Linked DNA regions of Danio rerio: all the other regions are linked to region 2. Evidence: chromatin contacts called from public Hi-C and HiChIP or PLAC-seq data. All regions are on one chromosome and are shown on one strand. Each heading gives the region's core, a stretch centred on a gene start, on an enhancer-like site or on the middle of the called end of the contact. The rest is flanking DNA. Distances are from core to core; before and after follow the strand shown.

Region 1 (3,277 bases), core at 54-2,553, 140 kb before region 2:
TGTAAAATAATGTAATATAATAATATAATATAAATAATTTAACAAAACTAATCTCTTTTGAAGTGGGAAACTTTCTAATTGCTTGTCTCTAAATCGCTTAAATTCACTTGAAATCGATTGAGATCCAGCAACGTGACTATTGCAGATTCACCCATTGTGATATCGATGCTGAAACCATATATTGTATTGCATTGCATATACATAAAAACTTTTAATTAAAGTAAAATACAAATTATAACTTAAAATAAATACCTGCTTAAATTATGTATATATACAACTTATTGATTATTGAAAAAAAGCTGTTTTCCAATAAAGATATGTAAATAAAGCCTCATCATCATGTAGTGTAAAAAACATATGAAATAATAAAGAAAATGTGTCTTTATATCTGTACTTGTTAAAAAGCAATAAGTGATAACATTAAATTTTAAAGAATCAAAAATATCTTGTTGATAAATGGGTAGGTCCTGGTGGCTTGAAGGATAGCAACAAAGCATTAGTGTTTAAAATGACAGTAATTTAGCGTGTAATGTTTGAAAGACACACCTTGGGGTCCATGACCACGTCTCTCCAGTGACGGCACACCAGACTGATGTGCTGAAAGAGATCCTGAGCAGGGAGAAGAGCGAAAACTTCCCTTAGGATCTCTTCGGGCAGATCCTGGACGTGACCCTGTGGCACCTCCTGCCCTCCCCGCACTCCCAGCAGCCCAAAATGGGCATCAGGAAGAGCTTCCACCGAGTCCTCTTCGTCTCCTTTGTTCACAGCAACCTCCGCCTGCTCTTTTTTGACCGATACAATTTCCATCTCAAAGTCATCATCAAACATGTCCTCTGTGATTCCTTCCATGAAGTCCTCTTCAACATTTTCCTCTTGTGGGATGCATTTTTCTTCCTCCTCCTCCTCATTCTTTATAGGAGTTTTGGTTCCTTTTTGCGGGCTGGAACTGATGACTCCAGTGACGGAGAAGAAATCAGTGATGCCCTTCTGTTGTCCTGCACCATCTGAAGCTTAATAGCCAAAACAATAAATTAAAATGTTTGAAAAAGAAAATATTCATAGTAGCTACACTCAACCCCCCATACAAAATGCATAAAGATGCAAAAGAAACATATGAATGAGACAGTACCACGTCTTCTTCTTTTCGTGGGTGTCCTAGGCTGAAGTCTTTGGTTTGGATCTCTGTTGTTGAGACTGACACTGAATGGCTGTGTAAGAGACTGGCTCCCAGTGTTGCTTTGAGCCAGATCGTTACATTCTGAGGGCCCCAGATGCCTGCGTTTGGCCCTTCCTATTGGAAACATATGCAGATACACAGAATGACTGTGGGGAAACCACAGAAACATATATTTATGCACCTCACGAGTCGCGAGATTGGAGCTGAATGCAAACTTTAAATGCAGGCGTGTGCTCGTTTACTTACAATAGAACAGGCATTTAAATTACTCAAAAACAAACACGACGTGTAAAGAGAAAACCCACAAAGGGGGTCATCGTTAATATTTACCTATCATGGAAGACTCCATGATGAATCACAGTGCGATAAAGTGTAACTTCCACAGAAAACAACACAACAACAACTTCAGGAGGGCTCCATTTCCGCTCTACCTCGCTACAAATGAAAGGTTCCTGGCGTTATTTTCAAAATAAAAGTTCTAATAATACTTGCTTCTGATTGGACAGACGCGTGGTTTAGAGTCCACTTGATTGGTTGAGCGCTACGTTCGCGTTTGCCATGCTCACTTTTCTGTATGATATATATCTTTACGCCGGTAGAAGGCGACAAGCGACTGTTTCAGGCAATTATATGCTTTTTTGCGTCTCAAAATTGTTTTTCCTAACCGAACAAACAGTTAACATCAATAACTTCTTGAAAAGTCTTGAAGCATTGGAGTCAGCTCAGGAAGAATGAACCGGTAAGATACAACGAAAATGTCAACAAAAAAGATGACAGTGTTTGGTCACCAGCGTGATATAAACATAATTAACAATATAAACGTTAGAAATTTAATATTAACATATTTTATTTCAGCTTGTTTTCAGCTTATTTTAACTTCTGCCCCTTTTAATTTAGCTTAAAAATCGAAATATAAATAGTTATAATAGTATGGCGATAATAAAATACTGCTGATTAAATTAATGGGTTATAATAAGCTAAATTACTTCAAAACCCCCAATCAGTGTAATATAATAAGTTTTGATTTTTAAATTTTTGTCATTTTCATTTTATTTGTTCGTTTGTAGTTGATTTAAGTCACTGTCGAAACCATTCTGGCAATTTTAACCAGAGTGGAAAAAGAGGATAAATAATTTAGTTGTTAAAATATTTATACAGTTTTATTATGATATAACTGAACATATACAACCAAACATATATATGATTGAATAATCTGACAAATATAACAATTGTAAAGTAGTTAAAATACAAATAAATAACTAATTATTAAATAAATAATAATTACATATTAAATTAAATCAAATCAATAAATACATTGAGTTGAAATAAATAATTTTATATATATATATATATATATATATATATATATATATATATATATATATATATATATAAACTCTTTATAATATTTATTTGAATGACATTGTGTACATTGTTTTATACAAGAAACTATATGAATGCCTTTTGCATTTTAATATTGAGGTCCCTCACACGATCATGTTTAGGGGTCCATAGCATCCAATAGATGGCAGCAGACAGATATACTAAACTCTTTGCTCTGCCAGAGACTGTCTTGTTATAATGTGGAAATGAAAAGTTCTGTGTTTTACTCAAGCATTCACTCAAGCATTTCCAATCTTTTATGAATTCCTGTCTTCTATTAAACACAAAACAAAATATTCTGAAGATTGTTGGAAACCATTTGCTATTGACATCTATACTAGAAACAAAATTAGTATCGAAGTCAAAAGTTGCTGCTTAATATTCTTCAATATATCTTTTTTTTTGTTCAGCAGAAGAAGGAAACTCAAATGGAGGGACAGTAAATGAAGTGTGAGTAATGTACACATTGTCTTTAATGCACACTATGATAGCTATCATCTTCTTAGCTACTTTAACAACAAGATTAACTGTTAATTATTAACATTGCATCAACTTGTTACAAATGTAGGTGTCCTTATTGATTTTAAACACAGCCAGAACATTGATTTATTATTTCCAAATGACCAATAACCTTAGACGTGGAGCATGAGGACAAGGATTTTGTAAAGGTTTATTGACCTTGTTTGTTTTTGCAAGTAAATGATTTTAGTCTGAACT
Region 2 (3,351 bases), core at 192-2,691:
AAACAAAACACATACACAACACTTTTGACCTTTTAAAACACAAACATCTTTATTATGCCACCATCACTTCTGCTAATAAGCAACTGTTACACTGAGTGACATTTTCTGAACGTGTAAAATCATGGTAAGTGTGTATGTAGACATTATTTATGCTCAAAAGAAATTAATGTACAAGGGTTCAGATGTGCTGTTTTAATGCGCACAGCTGTAGTTTGAGCCTCGTGAATTTTTGTGAAGCCCAATAGCGCTATCTGCTGGTAACTTGTTAATACTACAGCAGCCAGTAATTTGGTTATATTAAATGGTATATAACCTAAATAGAGATCAAATATTAATATAGATTTTTAAAAAAGTACATTTATTGGTGGTACATTTTAGTTGGTAGAGCGGAGGACTGTAGCGGTATCATAACACTGTCATCCTTAGGTCGCTGGTTCGAATCCGGCTCGAAGGAGTGTCTTTATTTACTTCGGTTTATACAGCTTACAATAATAACGTGTTCACATTAGAGACTTCGGGGTTGATTGAAACGAACTCTGTAGCCATTTTTGTAAGTGCGGTTCAGTTTAGACGGGGGAACAGGGACAGGATCTTGGGCAGCCCTGGTTTAAGATTATGAACACTGAACAGCCCCGCGAAATATAATACTTTCAGAAATCTCTGTCAACTTCCAAACAAACTACTACGGATTAACCGAAATATCAGCATAGACACGGAATATAGACGTCTATGGCAAGCCGTTTTAACATTTACTACTTTGTTTTGACTATCCATAAATATATTTAGAGATATCTCTAATTATATTTTGACTAGTCATAATTATAATTCGACTAGTCAGAATGACAATTAGAGATATCTGCAATTACATTTGTACTAGTACGAAATCATATTGGAGATATCTGCAAATATATTGTGACTGGTCATATTCCTCCATTGACTTCCATTGAAAAATATTTGCAGATATCTCTAAATGAGTTTTGACTAGTCACAATTGTGATTAGAGATATCTCTAAATGAATTTCGACTAGTCAATTGTAATTAGAGATATCTCTAACTGAGTTTCTACTAGTCATAAGAAGTCGACTAATTCCGCTGCTCCTGACGTCATTTCATACCCTTCGATAGCTCAGTTGGTAGAGCGGAGGACTGTAGCGGATTATCACTGAAATCCTTAGGTCGCTGGTTCGAATCCGGCTCGAAGGAGATTGTTTTTTCAAACATACGACTCGCATAAGCGTATAATTTCAGCTATGTATTGGTAATTAATGAATGACTGAAATTTTGTTTAGCTTGGCACTGTTGAATAAAATTTTATACAAATGTTCGCTTATTTTGTTTATATTTTAAACATTTAACTTTTGTTTTATCAACAGATATTGTGGCTTTTATTTTGAAAGGCTTTTTTCGGTTCCTGTTCACGTGTAGCCGATGACGTAGAATCATAGCTGAAGCGCTTTCTTCATGCTGTTCACACATGGAGAGCTAAACATGGAGAATTCAAGTACAGAAAACGCAACTTACAGCCAGGTAAAGGATGTTTTATATGCGTATGTGTGTTTCTTATCATTCACAGTCATTGTGGCACACTTGGTAGGTACTAAATATATGTATTGTATCCTCTAAAATGTGCATTTATAATTTAAACTTGAGTGATGAATAATTGAGCATGTGCATCAAGCATGAATAGCTGTAGACTAACTTAGTAAGGTTAGAGGAAGATGCAGCTCAGATTTTAAATAGATTTTTAATATATATTAGATTGCAAGTCACGGCATCAGTAACACCGCCACCCTGCTGAGTTAACTTTAATCTTGCATGCTGATTACTTAAAGAGACACTCAATGTTTTTTTTCCCCCTAAATATAATAATAACCATTAGAATTAATTCAACCATCAGCACCTTTGAGAAATGACAAAGATCATGTGCACTCACATAAGAGAATCACATCAGTTTAATAGAAAATGTTTTATTCCACATGTTCTCTTACGGTGTTAATATCATGCTGAATAATAATAATAATAATACTGATTAGGATTGTATGATATTGCAAAATTCTCATATTGCAATTTTTTATTCTGCGATATGAATACAATTTTACTAAATGAGTTGAACCATTTGGAATGGTTTTATAATTTTAGATTGATTTGGGTGGATTTTGTAGGGAAGTGCATAAAATATAAAAAACAATCTAACAGCGTCGATGAGTTCAATAACGAAAAAGATTCAAATGAAATAAACAGTGTTTTTTTGTTTGCAAGTGTTGGGTTGCAGCTGAAAGTTGGCGGTTCATTCTGCTGTGGCGACCCCTGATTAATAAAGGGACTGAGCCAAAAAGAAAATGAATGAAATTGTATTCAGGTATACAGTAATTGAATAATCAAAAGAAAAATAATACCACTTGGTCTTTGTTTTATAAACAATTCAATAAAAGTGATGGTTATAAAATTAAGAAAGGTACAAATGGTACAATTTCTTAGGCCTTAATGCTTTTAAAACCCTCACACGCCTTAGAAATCACTTGCAAAATTATGAATTTGAATCCAGACTTGCGAATGATGACATTACGATATCGATGCTGAAATGATATATTGTGCATCCCTAATAATAATAATAATAATAATAATAATAATAATTGCTATTTTTTCACATCTATATCTTGCACAAATTTTGTTTCTTTTCCAGGATCAAGATGAGACCAAATCTAAAAAAGACGAAATGGAACTGGATATCAAGACTGAAAACACAGATGTGTTAATTGGACCTACAGATGAACCATGCACCAGTGAACAGAGAGACGATCAGATCTCCAGCATTCAGCCTGAACAATCTAGCAAAGAGAATTCAGAACATCAACTTGTAAAAGAAGAAGATTTTACCAGTGATCATGCTGGACTCACAGGAGAAGATCAGAGCTCCGGTGGTCAACCTGCACTAATAAGAGATGCTTTAACCAGTGATCAGTCTGGACGGGCAGATCAGAGCTCCAATATTAAGTCTGAACCAATCGATGAACAGATCTGTAGTGTTCAGTCTGGTCCAGCAGAGATGCAATATGGGACTGTGGTCAGTCCACAGTCTGGCACTGGATCGTTGGCATTGCTGAGCATGCAGTACAGAGGAAACAGCTCGGATGACAACTGTTCTGACAGGTAAAATCATGCGACATTAAACACTATAGCATCTAGGCATATACTCAATATATTGTAATGATGTCCATGCACACATTGAGTATGGTAGGCACTTCAAGATACAGTGAAGAATATGTATTAATGTGTTGTAGAGTATTAGTAGTTGTTCATCACAGCATCAAATGCATACATGCTTGATTTCAAACAATTTTACATGTTAAT
Region 3 (3,152 bases), core at 363-2,862, 180 kb before region 2:
TGAGTGTTCAAAAAAACAAATAAACAAAAATAAGACAAGTAATCATAAAAATATGCTACACAAAATGATCAATGGGTCGAACAGAACCTACAATAATGAATTGACATTATTAATTTCAATAAATTAATACTAATAACTAAATAACAATTTTATTTTGCATTTAAGGGAAAGATCGGCCAAGAACTGAACATTCTTTCATCATTCACAGCTATTTGACTTCCTTTTCATGCTTTCAAAGGAGAAACAAGTAATCTCATTACCTTAAAATGATTAAGTAAACAAATTATATGCATAATTATAAAACTTAAAATCAATTTAACCGTTCCAAGTTTCAATAGATTTACTCACTTTTTAAAGTAGTCAAACTGCGTTTTAAAGTGTATGCTATATAATATGCAGATTTTTTGTATTTTTAAACAATCAATCATTATATTTTATATCCCCATAGAAAATATGAAGCATTTAAGCATTTTTTTATTATAATGAAAAAGTATTATTATTAATGAATAATGCTGTAATAATAATCAGTTATGTACAATTATATTGATTGTAATAATTTAAAAATGATTAATTGTTGGCCAAGTTAAATTCAATCATATTTGTTATACTATCAGTCTGAAATGTGGAAAAATACATTTAAAAAGTGCATCAAAATATTTGAATGCATGTTTATAAGCGTTTAAAAAAACAAATAAACAAAAGCAAAGAAGGCCAAGTAATCATAAAACTATACTACACAAAATGATCAATGGGTTAAACAGAACCTACAATAATAAATTGACATCATTAATTTCAATAAATTAATACTTATAACTGAATAACAATTTTATTTTGCATTTAAGGGATAGTTCTCCCAAAAACTGAACTTTTTTTCATCATTTACTCACTTTCCCAAGCTATTTGAGTTTCTTTTTATGTTTTCAAAGGAAGATACTCTGAAGAATTGGGAAAAACAAAGCGGTTTATTGACTTCCACAGCTCAGTGTGAGTAAATGGTGAGGACATTGTCATTTGGTGAACTTTCCCTTTAACGCATGTGTATTTTATGTATAAACTACATCATTAACATTTTATTAATTACCATATATTTTTATTTTTCACTAACATGACAGGAAAATCTTACATTAAAGAGATACCGCTTAAAAATGTTCTCTCAAACTTACCTTCCTTTTCCATATCTGCAGTTCCCGTAGACAAAATACTTGCAGAGGTGCAAGTCTTGGCACTCGTAACATTCATTCTTGGAATATTTCTTGCAGAGTCTCAGAGATGTCTTGGCGACAACTGTGCAGTCTGATTCTGCATCCTCCTCTCCGGGTCTGCTCTGGACCATAACGAAGCGGGCGCATTTCTTGACGATGTACCAAAAATCTGCTTCGCTGATCTCAAAACGCTGGAAGACCCTCCGGTGCAGCTGGGACATTTCCATGGAGCCTTTATTGCTGCATAATATGCTGGTCGCATAATGTATGACCCGAGTGCAGTCCGACATATCGGACATAGAGATGAGAGCCTCGGGTGGGCTCCAGTCTGACTGTACTTCGATGTTTTTGAGTCTTCGTTTCTACATAAATGAAAGCGGAAACTGCAATAACGTAGTGCTAAGATTCGGTACCAAGTTTCCAGTGCCAATCATTTTCAAAATAAAAGTCTCGTGAAAACAACTATGACGGACAGACTATGGAGCCAGATCAGTCTCAAAAACAATACATTTGCGTTTATAAAATTCATAAATGCACAGCACTATTCATAAATCCACAACTCCTCCAAAAAAAGATTTGTATCGAATCATGTCCTGCCAGAAAGGTCTTAAAAATACCCCACACAAATTTAAAGGACTCCATATTCTTGGGAGCACTTTCCAATGCACATTCAGGGGTTCATAAATACATCTAACATGTTCACAAATGCATGAGGAAAGTAACCCAAGAACCATTTTAATCCATTTTAAATGTTTTTAAGATATGTGTGAGCGTTTGGGAAATATTTTTGCTTTTTACATTTGAATAGGGTATTTGCTCATCTACTGTTTTCTTCCCATACCAATAAACTTCCGGTGAACGGTTAATGTGACTTTTTAAAATTTTATACAATTCCTTTTACAGCATCGATGTTGTAATGTAATTAAAATATGATCAGTTCAATAGACTTCAGCATTCATTTAGTTGTCGAAGCGTAAACCGAGATGAAAAGCCATTTACATGCATGCTCCTGTCAGTATCAGCAGGCTACTGCAGAAACACAGCTGAAAATACTGGAGCAAAATGAATGTTCATATTTTAAAGACATGGCACGAGAAAATGTAATTTAATGTAATGCTTCTTGTACAATCTGAGACCCACTTTATATCGTATATCTATCAGGCAGTGGAGATCATTGATTCGTAAGGAAAACAGACCTTAAACGTGCAGATTTTGTAACTGCAAACAGTTAATTGACCCAGATTACTGCAAAATTAAAAGTCCTTCTGCATACTTCTGCATATACCCTATTGATGAATTTATGAATTAAAGTTGTGGATTTATGAATTGTGTTTTTACTTTACTAATTTTATGAATACAAATGTATCATTTTTGCGACTGTTCTGACTCCATAACAGACAAACAGGCAGATATATTTACTTTTTTTCTGCCACTTTCATTTTGTTTATAATATGTTTATTAATTTTATATGTATTAATTATACTTAATGTAACAATAAATCTAAGTGTTATAAATACAAACAAGTGTTATGAACACAAGACCTATTTTAATACGAATAACACTGAGTTAAAAACAATAATAATGGGTTATGTAGGATGTATAGTTAATACCGCAAGTAGCTCAATTACAGCTAAAAATAGATCTCTGGCTATTTTGAATAGAATATAACAGAATAGAATAGAATAAGATAGAATAGAACAGAATAGAATAACATAGAATAGAATTAGATAGAATAGAACAGAGTAATAGAATAGAGCAGAATAAGATAAAATAGAATAAGATAGAATATAACAGAATATAATAAGACAGAATATAATATAATATCATTTAATAGAATAGAATAAGATGGAATAGAATAAGATAGAGTAGAATAAGACAGAATGGAATAGAATAGAGTAATAGAATAGAATAGAATAGAATAGAATAGAATAGAATAGAATAGAATAGAAT

Evidence for each region. A called contact is a pair of places that touch in the nucleus more often than the background predicts. HiChIP or PLAC-seq counts read pairs in DNA pulled down with a chosen protein or histone mark.
Region 1: a Hi-C map of hematopoietic stem cells shows a contact between it and region 2, with 3 times the contacts expected there. The contact joins the promoter of fbxo18 here to the promoter of naf1 in region 2. A contact is called at or near these places in 6 of 18 Hi-C or Micro-C datasets (caudal fin, embryo, hematopoietic stem cells and 2 more) and 3 of 4 datasets of contacts at active chromatin or transcription factors (caudal fin, embryo and gastrula embryo).
Region 3: a contact with region 2 is called in an H3K4me3 HiChIP or PLAC-seq map of gastrula embryo, with 2.7 times the contacts expected there. The contact joins the promoter of parp12b here to the promoter of naf1 in region 2. A contact is called at or near these places in 1 of 18 Hi-C or Micro-C datasets (caudal fin) and 2 of 4 datasets of contacts at active chromatin or transcription factors (embryo and gastrula embryo).

Annotation. Positions count from the first base shown.
Region 1 is chr4:10,428,704-10,431,980 of GRCz12tu, forward strand. fbxo18 (F-box DNA helicase 1) reads right to left here and starts at 1,304. Exons shown (of 20, transcript NM_001045149.1): 1 at 1,112-1,304; 2 at 547-1,010. The coding sequence starts at 1,304.
Region 2 is chr4:10,564,943-10,568,293 of GRCz12tu, forward strand. It overlaps naf1 (nuclear assembly factor 1 homolog (S. cerevisiae)), which reads left to right and starts at 1,442. Exons shown (of 9, transcript XM_021475221.3): 1 at 1,442-1,527; 2 at 2,684-3,150. The coding sequence starts at 1,462. It overlaps trnay-gua (transfer RNA tyrosine (anticodon GUA)), which reads left to right and starts at 1,116; the gene lies at 1,116-1,203.
Region 3 is chr4:10,383,436-10,386,587 of GRCz12tu, forward strand. parp12b (poly (ADP-ribose) polymerase family, member 12b) reads right to left here and starts at 1,613. Exons shown (of 8, transcript NM_001115086.1): 1 at 1,164-1,613. The coding sequence starts at 1,501. It also overlaps a transcript of glt8d2 not described here.